Linked DNA regions of Lactuca sativa: region 1 is linked to region 2. The links are chromatin contacts, called in public Hi-C maps. All regions are on one chromosome and are shown on one strand. Each heading gives the region's core, a stretch centred on a gene start, on an enhancer-like site or on the middle of the called end of the contact. The rest is flanking DNA. Distances are from core to core; before and after follow the strand shown. Region 1 holds the start of LOC111912430 (serine/threonine-protein phosphatase PP1 isozyme 3). Region 2 holds the start of LOC111882008.

Region 1 (4,901 bases), core at 2,063-4,562, 200 kb before region 2:
AAAAATGCAGATATTATTGTTCAATTGTATGTCAGTGAGGGACCCACATTTGCTACTTCCTCGGCTATTGAAAACATGTGTTGGGCATGGTAATAATTTTAATTTTCATTATTTGTAGAGGAAAAAAAAGAGAGTAAAGTAGGTTACTATTTTCAGGTATCAACTTCAATAAGGCGCTATTTGTGCCAAATATGTCACTTTACACCAAAGTGGGGTCCACCACCTCTTCATTCCCACAAACCGAATCTCTAGTGGATGTGTCATGGCAGTTAACACTTCAAAGAGTATGGGAGAACATTGTATCTAGTGAAAGAGGTATTTTATCATTCACAAAGTTGATTGTTTTGAAAATTACTTAAATGCCACTGTGCTCTTATTAATGATATGATATTCTCAGGGAATAGTAGTGTTACAGATAATGCGGAGTATAGTGAAATGAGTGTTGTTAAAAGCTGTGAAAATAGTGTGGTGTTTGCATCTCTTCCATTGGCTATTAAGTGGTTAAGAGACACTGCTAAACACAATAAATCTGTTCGACTCAAGGTAATAAGACCTTTTTTCTTTTTTTCTTTTTTAAATAAAAAAAAGATTGATTGAATATGTGTATTGTGGTTGCATCAGGTTCTTGTAACTGGTTCATTGCATTTGGTGGGTGACGTCATTAAATTACTCAAGAAATGAGTTTTCACAAGCTTTTGTTGTAATTCTAACAAACTTAGAAATTATTCAAGTGAAAAAACATACACAGCAAAAGGACGATTTTGAAAGTTATTATGTATGTCATGTATAAGATGGGGTTTTTATTATTGGTAGTTTCCTGTTCTTGTTGGTTTTGACTTTGAATTGCTGTTGTAAGTTGTAAGATTAAATTTGAATTGTTACTGTAACATTTGATTTTGAATTAATTGAAATCCACTAGGACTTTGGTTGGCAAAAAAACGATTCTTTCAATTTTTTTTTTATGAGAAATTCAAGTTAAAAAAGTAGATTCGATACTAATATTTGAATTCAAAATTTCAAATCCTGTCAGAAAAAACAATTTTTGGACATGCTTTTTTTACAAGAATCATTGAGTTTGTAACCAACTCATAATGAAGTTCGAAAATGGTCATTTTGGTATTAGCTTTTCAATTTAGTTTCAAAACTATTATTTCATATTTAACAATTTATTTGTAAAATGTTTTCCACCATATGGTTTCATTCATAACATGTTAAGATCCTTGGTGTACCCAAAAGATTGAACAAAATCAAGATGACATAATAAACCAAGAATACCCAAATTGCCCTCTCTGGATTAGTTAATGAAACAGCTACAAGTTTGTTTTAATGGCAATTTTCCAAAATGATTGAGAAGCATTCACAATGTCTACTAAAGCTAAATATAGACAGACACATTCAATAGAGTAAGTAAGTAGTAGCTTTTAAAACACAAATTTTCTCCTCTTCTCCCTCATTCTTCATCATTTCTTTCAAGTTTCAACACAAATGCAATCGTTGATTGAATCTTCATAAAACTAAGAGCAACACCCACTTTTCTTTTCCTCTTCTTCTCCAAAACCAACATTATCTGCCAAAAAAATATATCATTTCCACAACTTTATTTACACTAACAATAGAATGAAAATGAAATTATTCTTTCATTAAGAAAGTAGTTAAGTCAATGTCATTACTATCAAAAAGACATTAATACTATAACCACTACAAACAATATCAAGAATCATTACAAAGACCTAATGACATATATCATTGTAACAAGTAAATTAACAATATAAAAGATATAAGATTTGAGCTAACCTTGGGAAATACACTAGGCAGTTGAAGACAATTTTACATCTTTGTAGACATCAAGAACTTGTTTTTCTTTTCAGCTGGCTTAAGGATTTGAAATGAACACATCAAATTCTCATCCACACTCATCATTGCACCCGCATTATCAAACTCCCCACAATAATTTGGAGCCGAAAATATTGTAACAAGTTGCCTCTCAGCAAAAAATTCATACCCATCTTCCACAACCTAATACACCATAACACTTTTACTCAACAAATTAAACAAATAAATGTGTATAAATTGATGTTTCTTGAGTTTAACCTAAAACTAAAAGTCAAAAGAAATGAGCTACAAAAAAAACCTGATGAGCACGACAAACAAGATCAAGATCATGTTTTGTCAAAAACTCTGACACCCTATCGGGACCAAAAGTGTAAGAAACCCCACGATCATTCATCCCCCATCCTTTCACATCTTTACTAGGATCCGACCACAACAAATCACATAGCAATCCAGTGTCGGGAATGGCAGTTGGTCGCTGTAAGTTTCTGATTTGATCCAAATCGGAAAGATCAGGGGAGAGTCCACCATGCATACACAAGATCTTATCATCGACAAGTGCAGCGACAGGGAGACAGTTGAAGCATTCTGTGAAAGCTTTCCATAGCTTCACATTGAATCGGCGCTTACATTCATCGTAAAACCCATAAATCCGGTTTATTGAAGCGCATTCATGGTTTCCTCGAAGAAGAAAGAAGTTTTCAGGGTACCGGATTTTGTAAGCAAGCAAGAGACATATTGTTTCCAGACTTTGTTTGCCTCGATCGACATAATCGCCGAGAAAAAGGTAATTGGATTGGGGAGGAAAGCCTCCGTATTCGAAGAGTCGCAATAGGTCGCTGTATTGTCCATGAATGTCGCCTGAAATCAGAAACAAAAGGGGGTTAATAATGGGTTAGAAATAAAATCCCCATTTAGCGGAAAACCCTCAATCGAACACTCGATCAGATAACGCGTAAAGCAAAGTCAAATCATCAAAAACAAAATTAAGAAACGGAAACAACAAAGATCGGTCGAATGATTAAACGCTTGAGCATTAAAGAAATGGATTCAGAAAATACCACAAATCTTGATAGGGGCTTCGAGTTCAAGAAGATTAGGTTGTTTCATAAAGATTTCACGAGAGGCAACACAAAGCTGCTTGATTTCAGCCTCTGAGAGCTGCACCAACTTCCCTGGTTTAGTCGATCGAACTTCAATTAACCGTTCGATTATCCTATCGAGGGCTACCGGGTCCATTATCAAAAGTTTGTTTAAGAATCGAAACCCTAGAAATTTTCTTTGAAATGCTGAGAGACTGCGTGAATCGAAACGGGTCAACTAGAAATTGAATTTGTTTAATCTAAGAATGACGAAGAAATGGGTAGATAATCGTGTTGTGAGAGAGAGGAGGAAGAAGAAGACGACGACTATCGCTCCATTTTACGAAACAAGTTGAGGAAGGGTGAGACTCAAATGTGACGGCTTCGCCAACAAAAGTGTGCCATGATGTGACTGGTTATATAAATATAAGAGGGTAGTAGTTGATTATTTCGTGCAAATTAAGATCCTTTAAAATAAATGTCAATATTTCAAAGACGACCCTAAACTTTGAAAAAATTACACATGCCTCTCTTTTATATGGGGATAAATTCTTAGGCCATAGGTATATCCATCACACAAGTGTTCACTCACCTCATCACGACGCCCACATCACAATTTGGCATACTAACTACCCCACATCACTAAAGGGTTTCTAATCCAATGCTATAAGGTGTTGCCCTCTTTTTTGATGTTAAGGGTTCAAGTCTCGTCATGGGCATATATGGATTCAAAGAGTAGTTTATGAGGATATTATATTTGTCGTTAAAAAAAACTACTCCACATCATTATTGTAAGGTCAAACCTTAGAATCTGATGAGGTAAAACCAGGTCACACTGACTTCCATCAGTGCAAACGTCTCATCAACGCCAACGTGAAGACTTAACCGACATAGCCAGTGTCAGTGTGATGATGTTTTGTAGATGTATACGTATATGGTTAGTTAGCATATCTGATATCTTCGGGATATTGGATATACTCTGTATTTACATAGATTAGGTTAAATCCCTAATTTGTAGGGATTTTCACCGACTAGTTATTACTATAAAATCATGTATTTAGAGCTCATGTAATTTACCAATTCACGAATCCTAGCTTTGTACTTGTTCTCTTGGTGAGAACATTCTTAGTGAAAAACATTTGTGATAAACCCTTTGTTCTTTGTCTTTTCTGTTAATCGATCTTGATTAGGGATCGCACAACTGGTATTACAATAAGTCATTGATATCGATTAACAATGTCTTCTTCTTTTCCATCTAGTTACTCTAAAAACACTTCTGGTCATAAAATCCCACAGTTTGATGAGAAAAACTTCACCATGTGGAAGTCAAAATCCATGATGATCCTTGAAACCATGAACTATTCCATGATGGATATCATCAAATACGATCCCTATGTTCCTATGCATCAGCCCATGAAGGATAACATTAAGGAAGGTGATGAAGTCGAAAAACCTGCTCATGAGTTCAATCAAGACAACGAGCGTCTGGTTGCTCTTGACGTCAAAGCTCGTGTTGCCATAGGAAACGCTCTTCTCTATGACATCTATCATTTTGTTTAAAATTGCAAATCTACCAAAGAGATGATGGATACATTGACAATCTTCGTAATTAAGAAGAAACGAAGCTCTTGCGCAAGGAAATTATGCGAGACACTCACATGAACAAATATGTGGCCCTCTACTCAAAGAAGTCACTCCCTAATAGTGACAACAAATTTTATGATGAATCCGAAGGTGAAATTTTAATAGTAAAACGTTACATTAGCCAAAGTGACAAGAAACCATCTGGATCTAGAAGGTTTCCACCAAAGTTTGACTCATCGGCGTCTAAAGGCTATGTCGCTGGTAAGAAGACAATTGTTGAGAAGAAGGAAGGACCAAAGTGTTCCAACTCTGGAGGCATTGATCGCTTCACCAGGGAGTACAAGTCCAAGAAGGTGGACGCAAATGCAGATTATGAAGTGAAGTATAAGAAGTTGTTGGCCCCTC
Region 2 (5,024 bases), core at 1,333-3,832:
AATTAATTATAAAAAACATATTATTTTAAATGTCTGTTTATGTAATTTATATGTATATATTATATATCAGCTAGTTTTACCAAACGTCATTTTTTTAACAGCTAGCTTTTCATATAACAGCTAGCTTTTCAGCTATCAACTAGTTTTTCAACTAACAGCTAACTTTCGAGCTACTAAGCCAAACATAGCCGTAACCGCAGACATTTGTCGTCTCACATGGACATGACCGCACTACCACAATCACAATCTTGTTCATCGACGCCACTCCCAGCTAATTTCTTCGTGCGACAATATTCTACGATATGTCCACCGCAACGTCCTCTTTCCTCTCATGCTCCTTTTTACTTGGCCAACATTCAGATCCATACAAAGACTAAATATCTTTAAGAGTTATTTGGATGTTGCATAAATTTTTGTAATAAATATGTATTTTTTTTTTTTTTCACTTGACCTAATTAAGGGTATAAATATGCATTTTTTTTTTTCACTTGACTTGAGTAACTCACAAGAACCAAGTTTAATTTTGGAGAGGCAAGTAAAGTTAAATGAAGAAGCAAAGATTGTAGTGGAAGTTAGTTTAGAAATGACAAGTAAGTAGATTTGTTGTCCCTACTTACTTACTGTTTTTGAAAAGGATTAACCCCAAGTGCCAACTCCATGGCTGGCTCTAAGGGAGAATCTTTATCTTTATCTTTATCTTTATCTGGTTTACATATTTACTGCCTCGCAACCTGCTTCTCTGCACCAAAAGCATCGAAGACAGCTACAGGCATTATTAACCTCTTTTTTTTTTTTAATAAAAAAACATCGATACATTTTTTCAAAACAACACTATTACATCCTATAATATCATTCTTCTTTTTTTCAATGCACACCAAAACTACATTCCCATATAGTGAATGCTCAATCCCATCTTCTTCAATCAAGAAAGGAAAAAAATACTTCATTTAAAAGTCAGCATAACTATTAACTATTAACTAACCTGTTGATGATGCAATTCCTGAAAGACTCCCACAAGCCAGGCTAACTAAAACAGTAGAATCTTGTGGTCTGTTATCATAAAACACAGTGGAGATTAAAGTTAGTATTTATGATGTATAAAAGTATATAAAATTATAAATACCTTTGCATTTGCCAATAAGATCTTGTGGTGTCATAAACTGAAAAGCTAATTGCAAGGTTTGGGCCAACACCCTGTAAAGCCATTTATGAAGTCAGATAAAAGGGAACAATAATAGCAAATAAAGGAATGAACTTTATTACCAATAGACAAGCACCAAGTCCTTTATAGAGGCCAAAAATCCCCTCTTCCCTGCTTATGGTGCGTAAAGCATGCCATATACCTCTATAATATAAAACATTTCTCTACAAGATTTTAAAAAGATCAACAATTTAGGAATTAGGACATGAAAAAAGATAATTCCCATTTGCCAATTAATATGATTCATGATTTATCAAAATCGTACCTGTGCTGAAAGGCGAGTTCTTACAAGATCCAAAGGGTATGTAACAGAAGCAGCAGTTATACCAGCTAAACCACCACCTGCAAGGCGTATACACAAGTCTGCACTTATGTTTGTTCCATTGCTCTCAACTCCCATGAACATTTGTAGAAACTGTAGAATTGAAAAGCAAAGAAAACATTATAAAATCAAATTAAAATGTACATGTGACTACAGAATTTCAGCAAAGAACGTTTGTACCAACATTCTTGTAGCGTTCAAATGCGTAGAAACTGATGGAGGAGTAAGGTAGACGATGAGCGATTGTCACTAAGTTCCCTTTCCAGAATGCACGAAATCCTTCTTCATTGACTATTCGTGTAGCTTCACGCCATATACTGGCTTTTCTTAAGGTAGAAGCATCGGAATGCATACCTTGCACCTGTAGAATCGAGGAATTCCAGCTTCAGATTACTTATGGTCTAACTCCAATATGATTAATTTTCGATTTCCAGTATATTTCCCAAATCAATCAACAATAAGTCTCAGGTCACTGATTGAAGTGTATGAAATACACATATTAAGAAGGGTATAAAAGAAAACCTGAAAAAGTATAGTGAGGCGAGCTAGAGGTGCAGTGCAGGTCTTGCTAACGGCTCCGGCAACACCACCGGCTATGAGCTGAGACACCGTCCCTACCTGAGATTGCTGCTGCTGCACCGGCCTCTGGTGATGCGTTACCAATTTACGAGCGGGTCCACCGCCTTCCACCACCCCCACCGTCGCTTCCGTTTGCATATTTAATCTGAGAGTTCATCCATAGAAGATATATAAAGTCTTTAGTGTACGAATCGAAGAAAAACCGAAAATGTTACAGCTAATTTTGGATAAAACAGGCGCGTACTTGAGATCTGTCTGTAAAATTACAAAACCCTAGCAGATGACGATCTTGCTTCTCCGATGAATCACGAAGCTTGGGTTTGAAAAGGTTTCAACTTGTTGGCTAATTGTTGTAGCTTATCCAGCTTTAGCACTTGATAATGGCGTATGAATGGCTGTTGACGATAACTCCTAATCGGCGTTGGAGAGCACCAAGCAATACCCCCATTTCATCTCCTAAAAAAGATTGTACTTTGATTACGTAGCTGAAAAGGAAATAAAGGTCGGTTATTTCAATATGTTATTTTCTCTTTTTAGTATGATTTTAACAAGGTTATTTTTTTTATCACGTTTAAACTTAAAACTAGTTTATTTCTTGAGATATTTATATTGAAATGTTTGATAAATAGAAGAATCATATATAATTTTATTAATTATAGAATAACTTTATTTTTATAAGTTTTTTATATTATTTTATGTATTTCAATTATTTTTATCGACTAGTAATTAATTTTTTTTTTAATTAGTGTGTCAAGTATAACTTTAATATTTATGTTTTGATATGATTGTGATATTTAAGTTTAAAAGGAAACCTTATATATGTATGTAATTCAAGCTTAAAAGGCTGAAAATATATGCATTTTATTGTATTTTGTATACTTATTTTTATTTTGAAACATCCCTATTCTAATAAAAGAATAGTTTTAATATCATTTTGACATGTGTCATCATATTAGGCCTTCTAATTAATACACATTTTTTTGTCACGTGTCACTTTATTAAACCTCTTAATTAATGCATGCAACTTGTCAACCTATTAATTATCTATTTCAAATTTTAAAATTTTCATTTTAATTACAATAAATTAATAACAATGCAATAAAAATTAAAATAAAATTAATACAAATTATAAGGTGATATAATTTCATATATTTATTTAAATTAACGATTATAATTGATTAATAATTTTGTGTTCTAACTATTAAAGTTTAATTAATTTTGTAGCCGTGGTTTCACGGGTTATAAACTAATTTATAAGTATACAAGTGGCTTTAGTTTATATTTTATCAACATGTAATTAAAAAATCCAAACTAAAAATAGGGTGAACGCATGACTACGAAGTGCTAGATATATGCTACATACATTGATTGTTAATAAAGCGGTGCTTGAGTTTTTAACTTGAAACATTATCATATTAATCTGCTTCACCTTTGTACTTTCGGTGTGAGTGTGATGTAGGGAAAGAGTTTAAGTAGAGATTAGGAGTTAGGTAGTCTCATGAGTCATCTTTTTTTATAATTTATATAGAAAAAATATTATGATCAAATTTTACAATTTTCAAGATCTGCCTTATAGTTATAAGTTGGACGAAAAAAAGAAATAAAACAAATATATAATTTATAAACAGTGATTTTTTTTTTTGAAATGGTTTATTAAACCCGATTAAAAAACTATATGGTTTTCTATTCCATATTTGTTTGGTGAGGTCATGTAAAATATATATTTGTATGCTTAAAACATGTAATCCATTTATGCAAAAAAATAGACATGGTTATGATAACGGATATTTTGTAATTGTATTTTGTATATAATTATTTTAAAAGTTCTAAGGAAAACAAAAATGTTTATATGTTAGCCAACCCAACCCATTTTAGATGACTAAAAGTTGTTGTGTGGACTTAAATTTGTTATAATTATACAAATTTTGCTACATATAAATTGTTTTGATGAATTACAGATGACAAATCAAATAGAAAATGCTACATATTCTAGACTAGTTTTAGTTTATAGATCATATTTTCAAAATCAATACATTTATGGTCTATGTTTTTGAGAAGCAATTATTTAAAAATTATATTGTCAAAAGAGAAATTATTTGAAATTTACATGTTGTTCTATAGGAATTCCAACAAAGGGTCCGAACAGTAATTTTCACGTGCCATAAAAAAAGACAAAGTAAAGAAAAGGGCAGAGAGAGTTTTGGGACCATCTAAAAAGAGTAATTAAATATATTTCCAGTTGGTAAAGAATATCTCTACTTGTGGCTTCGGAATATTCTTTCAACTCTTATAATACATTTGTAATTTACGTATTTTGTTTGTGACTAAATTATATCACATGTCACTCGAATTTCAGCGTTTTAAATGTGTAATCAACTTAAATAAAAGTCAAAAGAAGTTGCCAACTTTCTAATAGCTAATAGGGCTCATTTTTTTTTAATCTAAAATGACAAAAATACTATTGATCGCAAAGTATTAGCCTTTTTGCAAATTAAAATATGATCGTATTTTCATTTAGAGTATTAACATTTTAAACTTTGGTGTTTTACCATGGTATGTGGAACTAATTTTCTATTGAAAATAATTTTTTTTCAAAAGATGAGTGAGAGAGAGAGTCATGAAGATATATGAGATTCATTATAACTAATATTATATTGTCTAGTGGACGAGTTCATCTATGTAAAAATAACAGTTTTTGTTTTTGAAAAAATGACCACATGATCGTGAATACCGTATTTCGGAGCACGAAGTTTTGTTCCGGAGTTGTGATCCGGAATACGATATTTCGGAGTATTTATGATCTTCTTCCGTCGTGGATGTTGGTTGGTGGGGATGAGGTCCGAAATTTGACACTTCGTACCTTCTGGACTGAAAAATGTATTCCGGACTGAAGTTTGTAACGGTCGTACATTCCGGAGTGGT

What was found. A called contact is a pair of places that touch in the nucleus more often than the background predicts.
Region 1: a Hi-C map of seed shows a contact between it and region 2, with 5 times the contacts expected there. The contact joins the promoter of LOC111912430 here to the promoter of LOC111882008 in region 2. A contact is called at or near these places in 2 of 4 Hi-C or Micro-C datasets (leaf and seed).

What each region holds. Positions count from the first base shown.
Region 1 is chr9:89,944,009-89,948,909 of Lsat_Salinas_v11, reverse strand. It overlaps LOC111912430 (serine/threonine-protein phosphatase PP1 isozyme 3), which reads right to left and starts at 3,312. Exons shown (of 4, transcript XM_023908168.3): 1 at 2,892-3,312; 2 at 2,132-2,691; 3 at 1,795-2,016; 4 at 1,273-1,567. The coding sequence starts at 3,069. The coding sequence ends at 1,828. It overlaps LOC111912429 (folylpolyglutamate synthase), which reads left to right. Exons shown (of 16, transcript XM_023908166.3): 13 at 11-89; 14 at 157-315; 15 at 398-543; 16 at 622-905. The coding sequence ends at 681.
Region 2 is chr9:89,740,415-89,745,438 of Lsat_Salinas_v11, reverse strand. LOC111882008 reads right to left here and starts at 2,582. Exons shown (of 8, transcript XM_023878377.3): 1 at 2,347-2,582; 2 at 2,046-2,247; 3 at 1,708-1,884; 4 at 1,467-1,616; 5 at 1,264-1,365; 6 at 1,124-1,194; 7 at 983-1,050. The coding sequence starts at 2,240.